Linked DNA regions of Sus scrofa: all the other regions are linked to region 3. Evidence: chromatin contacts called from public Hi-C and HiChIP or PLAC-seq data. All regions are on one chromosome and are shown on one strand. Each heading gives the region's core, a stretch centred on a gene start, on an enhancer-like site or on the middle of the called end of the contact. The rest is flanking DNA. Distances are from core to core; before and after follow the strand shown. Region 1 overlaps SH3PXD2B (SH3 and PX domain-containing protein 2B). Region 2 holds the start of STK10 (serine/threonine-protein kinase 10). Region 3 holds the start of UBTD2 (ubiquitin domain-containing protein 2).

What was found. Hi-C and Micro-C count contacts between places; a contact is called where the count stands out from the background. HiChIP or PLAC-seq counts read pairs in DNA pulled down with a chosen protein or histone mark.
Region 1: a contact with region 3 is called in an H3K27ac HiChIP or PLAC-seq map of alveolar macrophages. The contact joins the enhancer-like site here to the promoter of UBTD2 in region 3. A contact is called at or near these places in 5 of 47 Hi-C or Micro-C datasets (embryonic fibroblasts, fetal skeletal muscle, heart right ventricle and 1 more) and 2 of 2 datasets of contacts at active chromatin or transcription factors (alveolar macrophages and skeletal muscle).
Region 2: a contact with region 3 is called in a Hi-C map of embryonic fibroblasts, with 3 times the contacts expected there. The contact joins the promoter of STK10 here to the promoter of UBTD2 in region 3. A contact is called at or near these places in 1 of 5 promoter capture datasets (liver), 5 of 47 Hi-C or Micro-C datasets (blood, embryonic fibroblasts, heart right ventricle and 2 more) and 2 of 2 datasets of contacts at active chromatin or transcription factors (alveolar macrophages and skeletal muscle).

The regions. Positions count from the first base shown.
Region 1 is chr16:51,833,760-51,837,749 of Sscrofa11.1, reverse strand. SH3PXD2B (SH3 and PX domain-containing protein 2B) reads right to left here. Exons shown (of 14, transcript XM_021077089.1): 9 at 1,217-1,334. Among named protein-coding and RNA genes, the nearest start is that of UBTD2, 71 kb to the left of the region's middle. Within about 2 kb of position 2,024, at least 39 of the 83 cell types and tissues checked have an H3K27ac peak or open chromatin away from gene starts, as enhancers often do. A contact at or near this core is called in alveolar macrophages, embryonic fibroblasts, fetal skeletal muscle and 2 more, where this site is marked.
Region 2 is chr16:52,001,555-52,005,747 of Sscrofa11.1, reverse strand. STK10 (serine/threonine-protein kinase 10) reads right to left here and starts at 1,980. Exons shown (of 19, transcript XM_021077114.1): 1 at 1,499-1,980. The coding sequence starts at 1,654.
Region 3 is chr16:51,905,113-51,909,207 of Sscrofa11.1, reverse strand. UBTD2 (ubiquitin domain-containing protein 2) reads right to left here and starts at 2,040. Exons shown (of 4, transcript XM_021076607.1): 1 at 1,544-2,040.

The sequences.
Region 1 (3,990 bases), core at 775-3,274, 71 kb after region 3:
GCACACAATCCAGGCGTCACTTATGAGACAGTTCATTGTTTAGTGGCACTGGAAGCAGGGAGGCCTCACATCCAAGTGCTGAGTGGGCTTTGGGGTCAGAAAGGCACAGGTTCAAAGCTTGGCTCTGTCACTTTCTGCTTCAGTCAGACCTTCTGATGACCGGTGCCCTTGCTGATGTCCTGCTGCTACTTCATGAGGGATCCTGAGCCCAATTGAGCCACCTGAATTACAGAGCCACTAAATTTGGGGATAATTTGTTATGCAGCAAGACAACAATATTTGAGCTGTGTGAGCTATCCCTGTCCTTACTGCAAGCCTCCGTTCTGAGGTCCCCTCCTTTAGGAAGTCTTCCTGACTGCCAGGCCAAGGAGCCCTCTTCTGTACTCCAAAGTCCCCTGTGCATTCTTCCAACATACCACTCGCTGCCCGGCCCTGTGCCTGTGCCCGAGTCTGTCTTCTGCACCTGTGGGGTGAACTACTGTGTCTTTCTCACCATTGACTCCCCCAAATCAGAATAGGTTTTGGTGTAGGTTTGCTGAATGAATGAAGCACTATACACTCAGCCGCAGTGGCCCTGATGTCCTGCCTTACATGCACAGACACCAGGTGGCAGGGGCCTCAGGCTTCCTCTCTTGCCCTAATTTCCTGCGGTCACAGCTTGGCCACCAGGCTAACCCAGGATTTTCACCAGGGTAACCCAGGGAGTGACCCAGGATTTTCATTACCAAACTGGGAAAGTCCCAGGCCAAGCAGGATGAGTTGGCCACCCTACCTACCTATGAGGTTTTGATTTCACCGCATGGGTGAAAGAGCTGTGACAAAGTGTTTGAAATGCCAGTCTCCTCTGGACTCCGAGCAATGACAGCAAATGATGGGCTTTAGGACAGGCTCCCGTCTGTGTGGTGTTACACATCCGGTTGCTCCCAGAGGAGGGCTGGAGTGGGAAATCACTCACACAGGGCAGCGCCAGCCTCCAGTTACTGGTTATGAGACACATCTGGAGATCAGTCTTGCTCAATGGGGTTACTGCTTTCTGTTCAGTTTTGCTTATTACGGATTTTTAAAGGATATGGGTAGGGAAGGAAGCCAAATAGCACAGAGGAGAAGCATCCTTTTATGGCTCAAGCTGAAACCTCACTTCTTCTGCAATCACTTTATAGACCTCTGAGCAGCTGGAGCCCACATGACCTGAAACCCACCCAGCTGCAGAGGGTACCTGATCTTCCACCAGCCTTCCAGGTTTTTCTGGATGACTTCCACCACAGCTCCTCTTTCCAGGTTCATTTCATCTTGGTCACGCGCTGTGTATGGGTAGATGACTGTGTACTTTTCCTCTGTGGGGACAAAGAGATGCTGGGGTGAGTCACTGTTAAGTCCCAGAGTGCTGATGGCCAAGGCTGTGATCCGAGAGATGCCCTAGCAGTGAAAGACTTCCTCCAGAGGCGTCTGTGCACCATGCCCCCCTCCCCCGCCATAACCTCACTTAGCTCTGGATGAGCCTGTGCAAGCGGCCACAGGACACAGGATACAGGGTAGGTCCCAACACCTCTGAAATCCCTCGGTATCATACACGGCACTCACCTTCTTCAATCTGTGCCTCAAGGTCACCCTTCTTGACTTTGCCTTAGGCGATACTCAGAGGCATGGCACCCTGCCCCTTACCCAGGTGTATTCCCCCCTTACCAGGTATTACCTCCTAATAAACCAGGTAATTTACTTAGCTATTATGTTCATGTCTGTTTCCCCTGCTAGAATATGAGCTGCAGGAAGGCAGGGATTTGTCTGTCTTGTTCATTCCTCTATCTCCGGCACTGGCCATGGTCCTGGGGGTAAGTATGCAGCCAAAGAGGCACTATTTAGTAATTGAACAAATCCCCAAGGCCTTGTGGGAGTCCGCTCGCGCATGCTGGTGTGTGTGTGTGTGTGTGTGTGTGTGTGAAACAGAGAGAGAGAGAGAAACTCTCCCTGGCTCCTCTGCAGTTCTCGTTGGTGGAGGAGTCACAGACAAGCTGGATTTGGCGGCACATGGTTTTGGGCTGAATCACTACCCAGGAGGAGAGAGCAAGCAATTTTCATTACGTAGCTAGGAGGCGATCTCTATCTTACACTATTTTCAAGCCCTTGGATCCAGCCATGCCTGAAGCACCTATTTTGTTTTATTTTAAAATTTATTATTATTATTATTATTTGCATCAGGGCCGCACTTGTGGCACATGGAAGTTCCCAGGCTAGGTAGGGATTGCCTCGGAGCTGCAGCTGCCGGTCTACGCCACAGCGGGAATTCCTCAGTTTAATTTTGAAAAATTTATTTATTTTAAAAATTGAGATAAAATTGACACATGACACTGCATTGGTTTCAGGTGTACAATGTAACAATTCAGGTATCTATCAGGAAAGGACTGCCTGCTTCTGTCTTCATTAGTGTGATTGGGGTGCCTTCCAGCCTGCTCTCTGCGGTTCCCGGCTCCCTCTCCCAAAGCCCAGGGACCATCCTTATGGCTCCAGTCCAATGGGCTGCCTCCAGCTGTGTCCCTCTGGTCCCCCCCGCCCCCCACCGCCACCCTCCCAAGCTGGAGGGCCAGGGCTCTGCTGCGAGGGTTGCTCAGTGTCACACTTGGGGAGGCCCTCCAGAGACCACGACAATAGCTGCCACGCCTAGCACTGTGGGCAGTGACTGCTGAGACAGATAACGGATGAGCGTCCCAGGGGAGCCATGGAGGAGAGGAGTGGGCTTTCCTGTTTCGGTTACATTCCAGCCCCCAGGGAGTGACCAGGCCAGCTGCGAGCTGATGCGGATGGTTGGCGTGTGTGTCAGCTGACTCTTTCTCTCTGGGAAAACACCACGGGCTGCCTCTGGCCAGGCCAGGCAGTGCAAAGGGAGGCGGGAAACACACGGGGCGTTTGTTTACTGATTGATCTAGCCCCTGACCTGCTCTGCGGGGGCTGAGCTGACTCAAGTTGCACATATCTGTGCACAGCCGCCTCAGCTGTTCTCCTCGCTCACAGAGGCAGGCTGGGCTGTGGCTGCTGTGAGCGGGGCAGGGGGTAGTTCAGCCCCGTGGATGCACAGAAGTACTGTTTGGCCAGGTGAGAAGGGGCACTGACTGGGTCCCAGACTTAAGAAGTACCCCAGGCCCTGGACTCCTGGGGCCAGCAGTTTTTGGTGGAATCACACTGGGGGATCACCTCTCTGGCGATCCCTAACCAAATTTAAGACGAAGGAGTTCCTGATATGGCTCAGCTGTCATGAACCCGACTAGTATCCAAGAGGATGCGGGTTCGATCCCTGACCCCGCTCAGTGGGTTAAGGAGCCCGCGTTTCCATGAGCTGTGGTGTGGGTCGCAGACGTGGCTCGGAACCCACGTTGCTGTGGCTGTGGTGTAGGCCAGCAGCTGCAGCATATGGAGGTTCGCCTGGGAACCTCCATATGCTGCACGTAAGACCCTAAAAAAAAAAAAAAGAAAAGAAAAAAAAATCAAAAAATAAAAAGCATGAAGTAGGAGCTTTATAAAAGAAAAACATTTAAGGTGGGAGACCTCGTAGACTGCATGGTGGGCGACACTGCAGCCTCCATCCGTGTGGTTTGGGTGAGGCTGACCTCACCACTGCCCAAAGGGATGGAGGAGGTACGAAACCCTAGCCTGGCCAAAGTGGCCGCCGTGATGAGTCCAGGGATGGGGTATGACCCAAATGGATCAGTCGGAACCAATCATGGGATTGTATTGAAGGAGGTGCACTTTCTTTGGTGGGAGTCCCTGAAGGGTGCCTGGAACTACTGTCACCATGAGAATGTGGGTCCAGCAAGGGAGAGAAGGGAGCAGAGGGGTAGCAAGGGTGAGTCCCAGACGCCAATGACACGGGGAACGGGAATGTGGCCTGCCATTCCAGTAAACCAAGAGTGTTGCCTGCCATTCAGTAAACAAATGTTGCTGCCTTAGCAATGGTGCACCCTGAGGGGAATTCAGAATGGATAAAAACAGGAAGCATTC
Region 2 (4,193 bases), core at 731-3,230, 97 kb before region 3:
CGGGAGTGCTGGCTGCCCTCGATTACGTGCAGATCCCTCAGGCAGCAAAGAGCAGCAAATCAAGGCAGTGAAGAGCCTCGGCTGTGAGTGTCACAGAGGCCTCTGCAACCGCAGAACCTTTGCTCCAGTGATGGTTCCGCCCTGCAACAGGAAGTGCTGGCTCAGAGGTGGTAAGGTAACAAAACTAACACCCGGAGGGGCCTTGGGTGGCCTCAAAATTGCCTCTAGAGCGGTGTTTCTCCAACTTCAAGGGCTTAGCAATTGCCTAGGGATCTTGTCAAAATGCAGACCCTACGTTAGGAGGTCAGGGGTAGGGCCTGAGATTCTGCATTTCTAACGCACTTCCAAGCTTCCAGGTGATGCTCATGCTACTCCTTCCCCGACTACACTTGGGTAACGAGGCTCCACCACTGTCAAGGCAAAGAGAGCAAGTCTTGACCAGAGCGCCTACAGAAACCGTCTCTGGGATCCAGCCTCCTCAAAAGACATTCCTGGGGTCAGAGTGGCCTGCAAACTACAGGAGCCCTTCCTTCCTGCAGCTTGGGGATGGTAACTTGGGAAGGGGATGCCTTCCTGGAGGTACCACCAGCTTTAACATGTGGGTCTCTTTCAGCATAGGGTTTCCTGGGCGAAAGGAAATCAGGGAAAGGGTGGAGTCAAGTCCTAAGTGTTTGGGTCCCTAACGCGACTCAGCAACTCAGAATTTGTTCACAGCACCGGGAACCAGGCAATGACCTGCGGCAAACGTGTCTAGAATTAATCAGCTCTGCCCCCACCCACCCCTCCACAAAAGCTCTCTCGCTTCTTATTCCCCTAAGGGAAGGTGACTGCAGCCTGGGAGACTCCCCAGCTGTGACTCATCTACAGAATCAAATCTGATCCCCCAAGCGCCGGATTCACGAGGCCCTGACCTACCCCTCTGCCGGCCCCAGTCCACATTTCCAAGCCTAACCTCGAACTCTACACCTCCCCCCACCCCCCACCGCGATTTCCTATCTCGCATCTCTGGCTTCTCTTCAGGTGCCTACCCAACTTCACCGGTCACAACCCTTTCAGCTGCAGCTGTGTTTCTCCGTCCCCATCGCCTCGGCATTCTCACAGCTTCTGGGTGGCGTCCCTTAAAAAGTATACCTAGTATCCCAGCTTTAGCGCAGATGCCTCATCTGAGGATGCTAAAGTCTTATAAGCGCCCCTTTGTCTCCCCCTGCGGCGCCGAGAGCCGAGAGCCGTGCGGGGCGCACAGGAAGTGCTCAGAAACTTAGCCCCGGGGCAGCAGCCTTGCCCAGAGAGGGAGTTGGGTGCGCAGAGACTCAGTCGGGCTGAGCGTGGGCACCCCCTCCCCCAAAGAACAAGGGTCACCAGGACAAGAACCTGAGTTCAGGGCCAAGCAGCCCCTCTGCGCTCTCCCGAGCGGTGAGCGAGACTAACCAGGGCCAGCGCCCCTTCCTTCCGGAACCGCTCCGCGAGCCCCGAACCACCCACACCCCAGCGCCCTCACCTTGTAAACTTTGCCGAAGGCACCGTCGCCCAACTCGCCCACGATCTCCCACACCTCGTTGGGATCCAAGTCCCGGCGGACGTGCTCGTATTCGCGGGACTTTCTCTTTTCGAAGGTAGACAAGCGCAAGATGCGGCGGAAATTGGCGAAAGCCATGGCTAGGGGCACGCGAGCCGGGGGGCGAGGTGGCGCCGGCTCGGGCTCGGGCTGTGGCTCCGGCGGCCGCGAAGAGGAAGGGCTGGAGAGACGCCGCGGCGCTTGGGGTTCTCCCCAGACCCGCCCTTCCCCGCAGCCGGACACGGGTCAAGTGCGCCCAGGGCTCAGCGCCGCGGGAGCACCCGGAACCGCGCAGGCGGCTGTGGTCCCCGCCCCCGCTCGGTCCTGTCCCCGGGCTGCCTCCCGATGCCTGCCCGGCTCGCGCCGCGCCCCCGCCCAACCCGCCAGCCCCGGGACGCGTTCCGGGTACCCGGCCCCGCGCCCGCCCTCCTGCCCGGCTCCACCTGCAGCTCTTCGGCAGCGCCCAGAGACCCCCTAATTGGCTGCGGGCGCTGCCGGGCTCCGCCCATCGCCGCAGGGCACTCTGGAAACTGTAGTTCCCCCCGCGCGCCGCGAGCTGGCGAGCCACCGACCAGGCTTTGGGGAGTTGAGGAAACCCTTCAGCCGGGACCCCTCCGGGTCTGGGAGACCCGCCGCCTCTTATGGCTCCCCAAATTTCTGCGGGAGCAGGAGGGGAAGCGAATTGGCTTGTCACGAGTGCCCACTGATTGTTGTCCAAAGACCAAGAAGGCGAACTGGCATTAATCATTTAACCCGCCGGGTAACCATCCCGCTAGGCTGCTCTGCTCGCGCCCACTTTTCAGCTGGGAGCGCCAGGCGGGAAGGGCACCGGTCCGGGGCTACATATCCTGCTGGTGGATCCGGTGCCGGTTCCTCGGCGCGATGCTGCCTCCTAGCGAGGAAAATGCTGCGCCCTTGCGGCCGTGGGTGAGTCCCTGGAGGCCCAGGCTGGTTTCCTGCTTCCCAGGGGCTCTGCCCCATGGTGATCCACCGGCCAGGGTTGCTGGGCTAGGAGAAGAGCTCCTTGAGAGTTTATCACATGCTTCATAAGGGATCTTCAGATATATTTGCATATTAAGTAAAACGTTTCTTAATTTCCCAATTTTTCTAAGTAAGCTCCCCGTACGTAGAACCGAAATCTTTTGACCACCATCATCTTCGATCCTGGTCGTTTTCACCTGCCACTATTGTCTCTAGGACAGTTATACTTTTATGTATGTATGTATGTATGTATTTAAGGGCCGCAGGTGTGGCATACGGATGTTCCCAGGCTAGGGGTCTCATCAGAGCTACAGCGGCGGGTCTACGCCACAGCCACGCCAGATGCGAGCCTCCTCTGCGACCTACACCATAGCACCTCGCCTAAACACTGGATCCTTAACCCATGGAGTGAGACTAAGGATTGAACCCGCCTCTTCGGGGTTACTATCAGTTTCGTTTTTTCTGCTAAACCACAAAGGAAACTCCCTAGGACGGTTATACTTTTATCTAAATCTGCTAAGTAGGTTCCAAGTAGCAAGTCCGGAGGGTTGGGCAGCCTGTAAATCTTCTTATGGTAACTCTCCCTCATAAGCAAATGCAATCTGAGTGAAAGTCATACCCCAATTGTCCCCATCCCTGTGGAGAACCATCAGTGTGGAGATATTTTCAGCCCTCCCTGAGCCGTATGCAAACACCAATTACAGTTCCAAATGTAGAAAGCCAACCACAGAAGGCTGGGGTGCTGGTGGTGGTCTGTAAGAAGGGCACCCTGAGCAAAAGTTGCCAAGCATTTTGAAATGTCCCCACAACTCAATGAGTGGTTGCAATTGTAGAGGGTCTTTCTCACTAAAAGAAGAAAACACAGCCCAAGACTGAGCCCTCATTGACTAAGCCCACATCTAAACCTCCCACAACAGGCTGGAAGGCAGCCTTTTCATTAGTTTCAGTCTATTTGACCAACACTATGACAAGAGAAGGGGGACCACTGGGAGGCTTTCCCACTGGGAAGTGGAGGCATTTAGCACAGGGCAGTCAGGAAGGACTAGAAGTCCCCGGCCAGTTCATCCCAGGCTGGGCACAGCCACACAGGACTCTGTGAGACTGGCTCTACAACAGCACCAGAAAAAATGAAAAGAGAATCAGAAATGGAGAGCGTCACTCAAAAATGTTATAAGGGAAAGAAGCCAGACACAAAAGACCACACGTCCTATGATTCCATTTATATGAAATGCCTAAAAAAGGCACCTCCTTAGGGAATAAAAGTAGATTAACAGTTGCCACGGGCTGGGTTGAAATGGACATGAGGAGTCTTATTGGGGCGATGAAAATGTTCTAAAACTGGATTATTATGGTGAGGATGTGATAACCTGGCAAATTGACTAAAAAATTTTATCACTGAATTGTACACTTGAAATGGATGAATTTTATGATATGCAAACTATTCCTAAGTAAAGTTGTAAGAAATCAAACAGAGGGATGCAACAAAACCACAGCTCTATCTCTGCAATAGACAAGGCTGGTCAAAGAAAGAAAAAAGAAAGTTGCAGAAAGAAAAAATATTCACCAAGACAGTGAAAATGAAAAGGAGGGCATAATATTCAGTCCCATAGAGATTTTGAAATCATAAAATGATATTTTAAACATTTTTATGTGAATA
Region 3 (4,095 bases), core at 791-3,290:
TGACAAGCGCATTACATCATACTTATGAAAAAATAACTACCTATAGTTCTGTACCATTAATGACCACCTCACTGGCAGAAGAATCATTCTGACCTCCTATATGATCTTAACCCAAGGTTGTTTTAAATCATGCCCTTCTTATCTTCCTGCTTTGTTTTCAATGAGAATCTTATAGTTAATGAGCCAAGGAATCATGCTATCACTTGAAATGTACTATAAGGTACCATTTTCATGGACCTTTTTTTTTTTTTTTTCCCCAAGACCCTTCACTGAGTTCTCAAACTATGTGCCCAGGATTTAGTCATCCAGGATGCCCATACATTTTAATGAAGTGGCAAGGCTAAACATCATTAATTCAGGAAATTCATCAGCCAAAAGTTAGGTGTACACGGTTTATAGATGGAGCTTAGTGAGAGGCAAGCAACTGGCCTCAATGCTAGCACGTTAAGAAAAAGTTGTAAATCCACCCAGCCCCAAACGATTTAGTTTAGGAAACTTTCAAGTATGCCCCACATTTGAGACATCCAACATAAGGCTGGAACAAAACCAACACTGTCATCTTCGCTATTCCTAAAAGCTATTTCTTCTTCAACTAACTCTCCGTCCTCTACACAAGCTATAGAATGGAATCCTCAAGAGATCACTTAAGCACAGGTAAAAATTAATTGTATTGTTATTTTGCTACACTGCAACACCGATTGAATTAAAAGATCTCTCCTCAGCAAGCTGCTATTTACAATAAAGTAGAAGCGCGTTCCGTGTTACAAAAACTTTTAAAGTACCGATCCTATTGGGGTAAGTCGGACTCAGGTATTTGTACGTTTATCCTACATATTTTCCTTTACGTAAGACGGTTGGGAATTTGACTAGCCCACCCCGACAGCGCACTGGCCCAACACCCCCAAGCTGCAGCAAGAAGCCACGTTTTAACTCCGGCAGACCGTTTCCCCACCCCTCGTTAAAACACTGCCTGTGGCCACTTGAGACTTCCCCAGCCGAGCTCCAGAAACTTGCAGGTTTAAATGGCCAAATTGGAACCAACCAGGGCAGCTGTCATCTGAAACTCAGGAAAGCTGAGACCAGCCAACTCTGCTGAACAAGGACGGGTGCGGAGAGATGTGGCGGGGCCCGTCGGAGGGAATGCATTAGGCTCCCCTCCCCACCCCCCACCCCCATCAATTCGTTTTTCTGCAACCCCAGCGCCGCCATCCAGTTCCTGAATAATTAAACGGGCTGGAAAGGGAGTGAGGTGGCCTGAGAGGCAGTTTCTGGTCCGAGTTTCCCGAGCCGAGGCGGTGGGGTCGAGAGGCCGAGGGCGACATCCCCGGCGCGCGGAGGGCTTTTTTTCGGGGGCGGGAGAGAAAAAGGGGGCGACCCCGCGGCCGGCCGGAAGCGGAGCGCGGGGAGTGACGTGGAGGAGGAGATGACAAAGGGGCTCGGGGGCCCCGGCCGCGCGGCCCGCGGGCCCGCAGGGGCCAGGACAGGTGGCCGGGCCTGGCCGGGAACAATGGGGGGCCGAGGCTGCCCCCTGGCGCTCACCTACCTCCGGTGCCCTCCGAGTTCTCGTTGAGGCTGCCCGAGGAGTCGTGCTGGGCGCCCACACACCCGCCCATGGGGGCCCCCGGCGCCTCGTCCGCCACCTCCGGGCGCTCGTCCGGGCCCGCCGCCGCCTCTGCTTCCTCAGGCGCCGCCGCTGCCGCTGCCGCTGCCGCCGAGCTCCGGCCAGGCGCGCCGCTCCGCTCGCCCGCCGCGGCCCAGCCTCCGCCCCCCTCGCCGCTCCACCCACCGCCTTGGCTCGGCCCCTTCCTCCGCGCCCACCTCAGTCCCCGGGCCGCCTGCCTGGCAGGCCTGGCCCGCGCACCGCCCTCGCCTCCGGCTCGGCCCCGCCAGGCCGGAGCTGGCCCATCCCGGGCGGGCCGCAGCGCCCGCCTCACCCCCTCACAGCCCCGCACACGCGCGCCCAGGCAAGCCCCGCACCAGCGCCGCCGGTCCGCCAGGCCCCATCGGCCCCCGCCCCGCGGCGCCGCCCTCCGAACCCGTGGCCTGGGCTTCGCCGGGCCCGCCCGGAACCGCCGGGGAGGGCGGGGCCGCAGGAGGCCGCGCGCTGATTGGCTGCGGGCGGGGCCGCGGGCGGAGGGGAGGGAAAGAGAGGAGAGCTGGAGAGGGGAGGGGGGCTCTGAACCGGTGGAAAGGGGGTGATGGGGGGATTAGTCCGGGAGAAGAGGCTGGGGAAGCAGGCGTGGAGGAGGGAGAGAGAAGAGGAGGAGAAGAAAGAGAAGAAAGAGAGAGAGAAGGAATGGAAGAACAAAAGTGAGAAGGGAGAAGTAGAAAGGGGCGAAATCGAGTTTCTGACTCCTTTGCGGGCGTCAGCTCTTTCTCTTTCTGGTAGATGCGGGTGGGCGGGCGGGGGCACAGAGAAGGAAGACTCGCAGGCGGGTTCCTAAAAAACTGGCGGAAGGGGACTCGTGGCTGAAGGTTGAAGTCCCAGCATTTGTGCAGAGTTCAGTGGGTTGGTACCCCGAGTCTGGACTTCCCGTTGCCTGCTGCCCAACCCCCAAACTCCCTAAAATCTCTGTGCCCCATTATTACACATAGAGGCGGTCACTGTGGCTGCAAACTGAACTCAGATTATAGAGGCGAGGCATCCGGTGCAGGGAGAGATAAGCGCGGACTAGTTCAGGGGGCGTGAGTTTGTTTCATTTTCACAGGATTGATTTTTCACACACCACGCTACTTCTCAAGAGCCTGCCTTTAAGTATCTTAAATCGTCTTTAGAACAAAGTGAAATAGAAATAAATAAAATAGCCTGCTTTTTCTAAACTAGAATTTGGTACACTGACCACGCCCGACATTCTTGGCGGTTGCTATCCCAATCTAAGCCAATTGTTAATGGTCCCTTGAGAATGTGCTTCTTGCTATGATGCCTTAACATTTTCATCACTCTGCTTGGGCCTTTTTAAAGCTTATTTCTGCCTAAGAGCTGTTTTAACTATCTGCTCCATTTTTATAATCAGACTTAAAAAAAAAAATCCTAGACCAGCTTTTGCTTAGCATTAAAAAAAAAAAAAAAGATAAGTGAAATACCTAGGAAAGAGACTCAGTGCAGCTTGGAATTTGCATTTAAATATATACACTGGTGGTGGGAGTGTACCTCGGTTCAATCTTTTTGCAAAGCAATTTGGGAACGCAGATCAAAAACCTCAGGAATGTTCATACCCTATGACTCAGGATTATCCCACATGTGGGAATCTGGCTCACAGAAATAGTCCAAAATGGAGACAAAAATTCCTGTCCTTGTATTCATTTGCTAGCCAGATAAAAATGAATGTTCAACAAACAAAACCCTGTACTTAGATGAAAACACCCAAGTACCTTGTAAGAAATAAAAGTCTGCTATATTAAATTTATACTGACAAATTATTATTGTCCTGTAGGCATGAATACTGAAAGAGCTTGTATACAAATGACGTCTTTATGAGTTTTCAGGGAATGTTCTGATATGCAGGTACTCTATGTCATAAAGCCTTCTATCTGATCATTCTCAGCTAATATTCACATTGGCAGACAGACATCAGTTCATCACTTCCCTGAAGGAGAGAAGCCACATGCTGATATCTTCAAAGGTGCTTTGTCCTAAATTTTGCTCTAGAAATTGCAGAAACCAAGGCTTCCACAATGTCTATTAAACAGATGGTAGGCACCCAAGTGAGGAGTGCTTTCTGAAGAGCACGGAGGAGTTGGCACCAGGAGAAAGCAATGTCATTGAGAAATTCTGAGCCATGGCTGTTCTCCACCCTGCCTTTATCTTAGAACAGAGACACAAATTCCCAGGAGAGAGTGATGTAGCTGTTAAGGACCCCACAGCATCTAGCTTCTGCCCGATACTAGCTATATGACCTTAAGTTTCTGTACAGCTTAGTTTCCTCATCTGTAAAATCAGCCCAATAACAATGCTCCAAACCCTATGGGAACTCTTCGTCAACTCCTCTTTACTTCATCCCTAGCATAACCTATCTAAACTTACTGCCTCGCCCCATCCACTTAAGATGTTCTATAGAAAGGTGCCTTCTTTATGTGTGTGCTTTTCTACTTCAT